Regions from separate parts of the Mus musculus genome. Here region 2 is linked to region 1. The links are chromatin contacts, called in public promoter capture Hi-C maps. All regions are on one chromosome and are shown on one strand. Each heading gives the region's core, a stretch centred on a gene start, on an enhancer-like site or on the middle of the called end of the contact. The rest is flanking DNA. Distances are from core to core; before and after follow the strand shown.

The links. Promoter capture Hi-C pulls out the DNA fragments that hold promoters and counts their contacts.
Region 2: a promoter capture Hi-C map of liver shows a contact between it and region 1, with 2.2 times the contacts expected there. The contact joins the promoter of Zfp81 here to the promoter of Akap8 in region 1. A contact is called at or near these places in 1 of 39 promoter capture datasets (liver) and 1 of 115 datasets of contacts at active chromatin or transcription factors (embryonic forebrain).

What each region holds. Positions count from the first base shown.
Region 1 is chr17:32,319,270-32,323,698 of GRCm38.p6, reverse strand. It overlaps Akap8 (A kinase (PRKA) anchor protein 8), which reads left to right and starts at 2,461. Exons shown (of 14, transcript NM_019774.5): 1 at 2,461-2,614. The coding sequence starts at 2,596. It overlaps Akap8l (A kinase (PRKA) anchor protein 8-like), which reads left to right. Exons shown (of 14, transcript NM_017476.2): 13 at 1,708-1,803; 14 at 1,914-2,275. The coding sequence ends at 2,207.
Region 2 is chr17:33,356,809-33,361,237 of GRCm38.p6, reverse strand. It overlaps Zfp81 (zinc finger protein 81), which reads left to right and starts at 2,360. Exons shown (of 4, transcript NM_207541.1): 1 at 2,360-2,504. The coding sequence starts at 2,502.

The DNA.
Region 1 (4,429 bases), core at 1,212-3,711:
CTCAACAAAACAAAACAAAAGGCCCAGGCTTCCCACTGAATCGAATAAATGTCTTCTATTCTGCCAGAGGCCCTGATCCGCGGAGCCGGTCTATTTCTAGTTCTTAAACTTTGGGATAGGAGCCCGGGGGTGGTGGCGCACGCCTTTAATCCCAGCACTTGGGAGTCAGAGGCAGGCGGATTTCTGAGTTCAAGGCCAGCCTGTGAGTTCCAGGACAGCCAAGGCTACACAGAGAAACCCTGTCTCGAAAGAAGAAAAACAAACAAAAAAACTAAAAAAAAAAACTTTGGGATAGGAATTACTGAGGCAAATTTGTATTTCTTGTGTATTCCATCAAATAGCTTTTCAAGTCTATAACCAGTTGCTCCACCAGTAGAGAAGTGTCTCTTTTCAGTTTTACCATTATTTCTTCATATCCAAATCCTGTGAGTTAAAATGATGCACAATATTTAAATATAGTTTCATCTATATTCTCATTTTGTTTTGGCAGTCTTATGTAGTCCAAGCTGTCCTGGAATTCACTCTATAGGTCAGAGTGGCCTTGAATTTGCAGCAGTCCTCTCTTCCTCTTAAGTGATGGGCTTACAGGTGTGCATTGCTAGGGCTGTTTTTATACCCTCTTTACTGGTTCTAAACAATTTGCTCCTAGGTGACTGCATGTGTATGTCTGTGTATCTGTGGGAGGGCGGGAGGTAGCATGTGTGTAGAAGTCAGAGGACAACTTGCAGGAGTTGGTTCTCTCCTTTATTGTATGTGACCTTAGAATTGGGTTCAATTTGCCAAGCTGTGCTTTTACCCAGAGTCATCTTGCCAGACCCTTTATTGTTTTTACATTTTACTTTTTTTGTTGTCACTGGAATTGAGGGGAGGGGGGTGGCAGTGAAGGTTTTTCTGTGTCCTGGAACTTGCTCTGAGACCAGGCTGGCTTTGAACTCAGGAAGATCTGCCCTCCTACCTCAGCCGCCCAAGTGCTGGGATTAACGATATGGGCCACCAAGCCCAGCCCTACGTTTTACTTTTAATAAGTTTTATTACATCTGGTGTGTGTGTATATATATGGGGATTGAACCTAACTAAGGCTTTAAGAATACTAAGAAAGCACTCTATCATCAAATTATTATATTATCTCCAGCTGGCCCCCTCCCCCTTTTTACGTTTTATTTTTTTATTTTTTATTTTCTTGTATGTTTTGCCTGCACATATGCTCACTATTCACATGCCTGGTGCCTGTGGTAACCAGAAGAGGGCTTCATATTCCTGGGAACTAGATTAGAGATTGTTGTCAGCCACCTTGTAGGTGGCAGAAAATGAACCTGAGTCTTTGAAATACTAACAAGTCCTTTACGCTGAGCCATCTCTCTAGCTCCCAGCCGTCTTTTATTTTCTGAGACATAGTCAAACCATGTAAACCGTTAAACTCTGTAGTCCAGGTAGGCCTTCCACTTTAATGTCCTGGAGTTACATGGCCTGTGCCACTAAGTCCAGTACTTACTATAGTTTCTATGTAAGCAGATCAGGTTTCAAACAGCAAATAAGGTGTGGGTGATCAGATCGAATCCTAGTTCCTTGCATGCCTGTCCAGACTGACTGGAATTACGCCCAAGGTCACTTACAGACACTAGGACTAGTTATTGGTGAATCTGAACCTCAGCTGGGTTTGTTGGATTCCTAGAGCAGCCTCACCAGCCCTGTCTGCCCTGCCCATAGCTTATGATGGAGCAGTCCAAGAAGTCCTCGCTTATGGTGGCCCGCAGTATTCTCAACAACAAGCTCATTAGCAAGAAGCTGGAGCGATATCTGAAGGTGAGGCAAAGGCGAAAGCACTGTCCTAGTCCTGACCTTTGTGTGAGCCTGGTCCCCATTCTATCCCAGTGATTCCTACCTCCCATTAAAGTCTCTATCCATCTCTACAGGGCGAGAATCCTTTCACTGACAACCCAGAGGAGGAAAAGGAACAAGACGAGGTGGAGGCTGGCGCTCTGGATGAAGGGGCACCAAGCGAAGCGACAGAGCTCACAGAGGGCGTGCCGGCACAGCCCCCCGTGCCCCTGGAGCCCGCCCCAGGGACTACAACACCGCCACCTCCGCCACCACCAGAAGAGGAGGAGAGCCCTGTACCCTTGCTGGGCGGAGCGCTGCAGTGTCAGATCCGCGGGATCCCGGGCCTCGACATGGAAGACGACGAGGAGGGCGGTGGGGGTCCATAACCCTTACCCGGCAGGGCTCCCGTGGCCGAGGCTGGAAGTCCAGCCTAATAAAGTGCTTTCCCATCTGAGGTCTTCGTTTGTGCTGTGGTGAGGGCGGGCCCCTAGAAGTGCGCCTGCGCGCGGGTAAACGCGCTAGAACCGCTCACGCGTGCGCGGACCTGGACGCTCTTGCGCACTAGCTTACCCTTGAGGCACAACTCCCGAGATGCTGTAGATTTGCAACCCGGAAGGCTGGGCGGATCGGCGGGGGCGGGCCCATTTGAGCAACCAATGGTAGCGCCCAGAAAGAGACGTACGCTCTTCGTCTTCCAGTAGCAGACAGCACGTTGAACGCATGCGTTCTGAGCGAATCTAAGACAAGGATCTGCTGGCGGGTCGCGTCGCAGACATGGAGCAAGGCTACGGAGGTTAGTGTGGGCTCTTCTTCACCACGGGAGACCCTGGCGCATGTGGTATTCGGGCTTAGCCTGCAGCCGGAACGCACTTGCCGCAGCCCGGTTCTGTGTGGAGTTGTCCCGGACGCGCGCGCTTCCCTTATTGGGCCTCTGCGCAATCGTTCCCGAAGCGCCGCGCGTGGATTGGCCGGTAGGACTCGGGGCGGGGGGTGCGGATGAGGCGCGAAGGCCGACGCTGTGGCCGGTTTCTGGATGCGTTCTGGACCGCTTTCACTGTGCAAGCCGAGTGGCTCTCATCGCTGCGGGACCCCAGGACCCGAGCGGTCTCAGTCCCGCCTTCTCTTCCGAAGACGCCACAAAATGGCGGCTCCAGGGGCGGGGCTAAAGCGAACGCTGAGGAAGCGGGGGGTGGAGGGGGTTGAGGTCCGGCTGGGTTGCGGCGGCCGTAGCGAGGAGAGAGTCTCAGCTCATCCTCCGCAGGTCGTCCTTGAGAGCTCGTGTCCCCGGGCTCGCTTTTCTGAAGGCTTACGGGCAGCGCGCGATCGGCCCAGCTGTGCACTGCGGCTACACCCGGTGCAGCTTTTTGGGAAAACCTGGCTGGGTCTCTGCAGTGTACGCGGCGTGAGGTGCTCGTGGGAGGTGTGCTGCCTGAGGGGCTGGGATTCTGGACTGTAACATTACGGGGGTCTGCGGAAGCGGGAACGTTGCCTTTCCTAACCTAAATGTCAGCAACTTTTCGTAATTAGGCGTCGGTTCTCGAGCTATCTGCTTTTAATCTCCTGGGAGGCCTTGACTCTGTACGGAGATTTACCCGCAGGAGATAGTTGGAACATGTGGAATGGGGTTGGAAGTGGGCACAGGGAGTGGTTAGTGGCTTCTGGCGGCTAAGGAAGGGATCTTGAGAGGCAGCAGAGTAACAAGATCCCTAGAATTGGACTTGCCAGAGAGGCCTGAGGTGTGATGAACACGTGTGCTTGGGTATCAGCCTAGTGCTCTTTGCCTTTGGGATCCTAGATCTATGTCTTCCATTCTTAGCCTTTCCACCAGATAGATACCTGTCACAACCCTGCTATACTTCTTTGGTCTAGGGAACTTCATGGTGACTCCCACTTTCTACCAGCCAATAATTTTACAGATACAGTTAGGGTATTTGCAGCCTTCCTGGTTTTTTTGTTTTTTTAACTAAGAATTTTTTTAGCCGGGCGTGGTGGCGAATGCCTTTAATCCAAGCACTTGGGAGGCAGAAGCAGGCAGATTTCTGAGTTTGAGGCCAGCCTGGTCTACAAAGTGAGTTCCAGGACAGCTAGGGCTACAGAGAAACCCTGTCTCAAAAAACCAAAAAAAAAAAAAAAAAAAAGAAGAAGAAGAAGAAGAAGAAAAAGAATCTTTTTTTTTTAAGATTTATTTATTATATGTAAGTACACTGTAGCTGTTTTCAGACATTCCAGAAGAGGGCATCAGATTTCGTTAGGGATGGTTGTGAGCCACCATGTGGTTGCTGGGATTTGAACTCGGGACCTTCGGAAGAGCAGTCAGCGCGATTAACCACTGAACCATCTGGCCAGCCCCTCCCTGGTTTCTAAGTAGCAGTTAGGTATGGCCGTACTGAGTGCCTGTCAGCACATTTAAGGGACTGTGTTACAGTGGGGCTTTTGGGATATTCTGGAAAGGGAACTAACCATTAACACTGTCAAAGTGAAGTCATTCGACAGCCTGGGACTGTGCCACTGTATCGGACTATATGCTAGGCTCCAAAAACACAAATGAAGAGAATGTATTCCCTTTCTGTTCAAAGGAGTGTTGTAGGGGGTGACTTAGAAGGTCAGA
Region 2 (4,429 bases), core at 1,111-3,610, 1.0 Mb before region 1:
TTTCTTCAGGATGAATTATAGCTGCTGGTTCGTGTGTGGTATCTGCCTGCCGAGAGGACTAGACTGAAGCTGCGGTTCATGTATGGTGTTTGCCTGCCAAGGGAACTGGACTGAAACTGATGATTCATATTTGGTGTTTGCTACAAGCAACATTCATTTCTGAACTTTTGACAAAGAAGAGTGAACTCACCCCAAAGAACTATTCCTAAACAGGCCCACTTCTCTCATATCCTAATAACTTTTCTCCTCCACTGCCTCTGGTGGGTGGTGGGCAAGAAGAAAGGTTGAATATTTATTAAAATAGGCTGAGTGACCCCAATGGGGAAGTTAGAGTAAGGGCTGTAGGAGGTGAAGGGGTTTGCAACCTCATAGGAAGAACAACAATATCAACCAACCAGCACCCCACCCCAAGCTCCCAGGGACAAAACCACCAACCAAAGAGTAACCATGGCTCCAGATGGATATGTAGCAGAGGATTGCCTTATCTGGCATCACTGGGAGGGGAGCCCCTTGGTCCTGTGGAGTCTTGGTGGCCCAGGATAGGGAAATGCTAGAGCACTGAGGCAGGAGTGGGTGGGCAGGTGGGGGAGAAACCTCATAGAGGCAAGGGGAGAGAGAAGGGGATAGGGGGCTTGTGGAGGGGAAACTGGGAAGGGGAATAACATTTGATATATAAATAAATAAAATAACCAATAAAAATAAAATAGGCTGAAAAAATTATGCCTACATACATACACTATATTCTCTTTATTTGTGTCTTAACAAGATCTTGGCAGATTTCAGAGCTTAGCTATTTTTGAGCAGTGCTATAATAAACATTAATGTGCATTTCTCTTTAAGATTTATTTATTGTGTATACAGTATGTATGCATATATGCTTACAGGCCACAAGACAGCACCAGATCCTATTATAGATAGTCATGAACCACTGTGTGATGGCTATAAGTTGAACTCAGGACCTCTGGAAGAGCAGCCAGTGCTCTTAACTTCTGAGCCATCTCTCCAGTCCATGTCCATTCATTTCTTATGTATAGTAAAATTCTTTCCTTTCTCTTTCCTAGCAAAGGGTGCTGGTTTTAGTTTGTGACCTTTAGTTTTGAGGTTTTGTTTGTTTGTTTGTTTGTTTTCAGAATGGTTTCTGTGTGTCCCTGGCTGTCCTGGAACTCTCTTTCCTTCCTTCCTTCCTTCCTTCCTTCCTTCCTTCCTTCCTTCCTTCCTTCCTTCTTTCTCTCTCCTCCTCCTCCTCTTCCTCTTCCTCCTCCTCCTCTTCCTCTTCCTTTTCTTCACAATGACCTTTAACTTCTTGCCTCCAAAGTCCTGTAATTAAAGGTCTGTACCACCATGCTAAACAATTTTAAGTTGTTTTTGTTTGTTTGTTCTTAGAAATCTTCATACTTTATTTTTGTGTCTGTATTAATTTACATTCTCTCTTAAAAGTTATAATGACTCTTTCTCCTATATCTGGTTTCATATATACTTCTTTTAAAATTTTAAGATTATTTTTATATGTGTATGAATGTATGTATGTGCACCATGTGAGAACCTGGTGCCTGTGAATTAAAAAGGTGATGAAGCTCTTGGAGTTAAGATGTTTTCAAACGATCGTGTGGATGATTGAAAGCAATCCCAGGGCCTCTGTAAGAGTAACAAGTGCTCCACATCTTAATATTCAGAAGTGGGACAGTGTATTCTACAGCCACATTGAAGTTCTAGCCGAAATAAACCAAATCCACAAACACTATTTCTAGGAGTTTGGTGAAATGCATCTCTAATCTTAACCACCGCACAAGTTCTTCATGTTGAAGATATATTCTGAATTCAGCATTCTCTGTACGTTATAAAACCCAAACACTGTACAGTAAGCAGCGTAATGACCACCTATAGTACAAGCCCAAAGAAGCGCTGGTGAGATGGGTTGGTTGGTAAAATGCCTGATTATCCTTCATGAGGATCTGCGTTTGGATCCCCAGAACCCACGTAAAAAGCCGGCCAAGCCTCTATCGCTAAAACTGGAGGTAGGGATGTGTGTCATTGGCTTTGTCCTAATGTCACTGAGTCCTGAATGTTCACAAAAAAAGTAGTGTGAGTAAGCGGAAAGGCACGAGGAACTCACACGAAGAACTAAATGTGTGCTCTAAAAACCCCGAAGTATATTCTCTTTAAATAGAATGACACCAAATATACTCCGGGTTTACTCCAGGGGTTTGGGGGAGCCAGAGTTAGGGAGGTTCTGTAGTCAGTTTGCCGGGTGAGTTCCATTTAAACGCGCTGAAAAGAGTTAAAGAGGCGGGTCGGTACCGTTCACCAATCAGGGACGTTGTTACTTTCCTGCATGAACTGCCCAATGAGGAGCATGGATAGTCAGAGGGTGCCGCCATTGCCGCCCTGTTTGAGTCCTGTGTAGCTCCAGGGAGGCAGGTGGTGACTTGGCCTGAGTCGCTGTCCCTTCTGCTGATTGTAGGCCCTTTAGGAAGCACACTGCTCGCGTGTGAAATCAGGAAATGGTGAGTGTGCCCTGTGTTCCTGGAGTCGTGCGTGGCACGTTGGTGACATCGCGGAGGCTTTGTCCCTGTGTGGTGCCGCGGCACTGACGTTCGCCTGATTCTGTGCAGGAGTCTGTCACCCGCGCCCTCTCACCCACGTGCGTTTTAATTCCGTGCAGAGCAGGCAGCGGGGAGCCTGGGGTCTGGTCCTGTCGGTCCGGCCCTGCCCTGCCCCGCCCCCCTTCTGAAGCAGTGTCTTCTAGTCCGCTGTGCTCTCGGGTGAGACAGCGCCTCTCCAGACTGCATCGCTGGCGAGTTGGCGTGATGCTCTGTAGCATTTAGACTGTTGTGAGGGGCTTTGATAAACGCTGTTCGTTCCTTCCTTCCTTCCTTCCTTCCTTCCTTCGTGGGCATCGAACCTCAGGCTTTGCTCATTCTAGGCAATCCTTTTACCAATGAACTGTAAACCTATCCCGCATCCTGGTTTTTGCTGTTAGCGTTAATGCAGGAGGATTTGTTTGCTCCCTCTGGGCTGAGAGTGGGAGGAATGCTCCGGCTTGCAAGGAAGAGAGGATTTTCAATTTGCTTCAAAATTGTTTGGATTCACCAACCAATTGGGCAATTAATTGTCTAGGCACAGGTGAAATTTGGGGGAATTTTTTTTTTCTTCTAGCATTGCTGGCTGTAAAAAAAAAAGCATGAGATGGGATGAATAATTTAATTGTAAAAACAAACAAAAACGTGGTAGATTCTTTGGCTGTGGACTTGAACAGAAGGGATGAGAGGGTTATATCTGTTTCTATCTCATCGTTATGAATATTCGTAAGTTGTTTATATCCTCTTGATTTAATTTTAGCTTGTTGTATGCGACTCAGAATCAAACCATTTCTTGCATATATTTCTTTTCCTCGTGGGGGGTATTTTTTTCAAAATACTACCAAATGGTCCACTGCTTTTCTTTTTTCCTGTCTTTTTTTTTTTTAGTCTCTTGCAACCTCCCCTAATTTATGACTTTATTAATTTGTCTCTTCCCTCTTTTTTGTTAGCTTGACTACAGTTTTGCCTATTTTACTGTTTTTTAAAAGAACCATTTCTGAGATTGACATTGACTGTGTGTATTCTTTGAGTCAATTTCAATAATTTTTCAACTTATTTTTTACTTCTTGCTGTCTTTTGCTCTTAAGTCTGACATTTTGTTGTTTTCCTAAGACCTTGTGTTTGAGCCATTAAGTTGAACTATTTATTCGGCATTCTGAATTCTCAGTGTGTGTATGGGAAGCCGCGGTAGCTTTTTTGGCTCTAAATTGAAGATGAACTTGGAGGGTAACCAGAGGAAAATTTAATCGAGTTTTTGAGGTTGAGAGGGGGAAAGCAGAAAACAGGGCAGGCAAGCTTTAAATATTGGCATTTGTGGTTAGGCGAGAAAACAAAACAAAAGGATGCCTTTTAAGTTCAACATGGAGATCAGAGAAACAGTGAGGAAGCCAAGGGTGTTAAGGAAAGCATATTTTCTAAGTGTTGAGACTTGGATTTGAGTTCAGAGGGGACCTGATTTACAGGGTCTTGTTTCATACACGGAAGGATTACACCAGAGACAAAGTCTGAGAAAATGTGATCCATGACATGTTGTGAGACATTTGCAAAACATCCAGTTTATATACCAGGAGCTTTTCTTGAGCGCGCCCCAGTAAGAAAGGGCTTAAGATCTTCCTTTGCTGACTGGCTTCTTTCTTATGTTAATCTTCAGGTTGCTTTTTGTTTTATTTTGTTTTTACTCCTATTTTGCATTTGTATGTAAACATTTGTAGCTATGAGAGGTATGAATGAGCTTACCTCTTGCTACTGTCTTGTTTTCCCACTTGAAAATAGATTTTCTACCTATATATTTATATATCCTGATTGTGGTTTCTTCTCCCTTTCCCATCACAGTTCCCTTTCTGATTCTC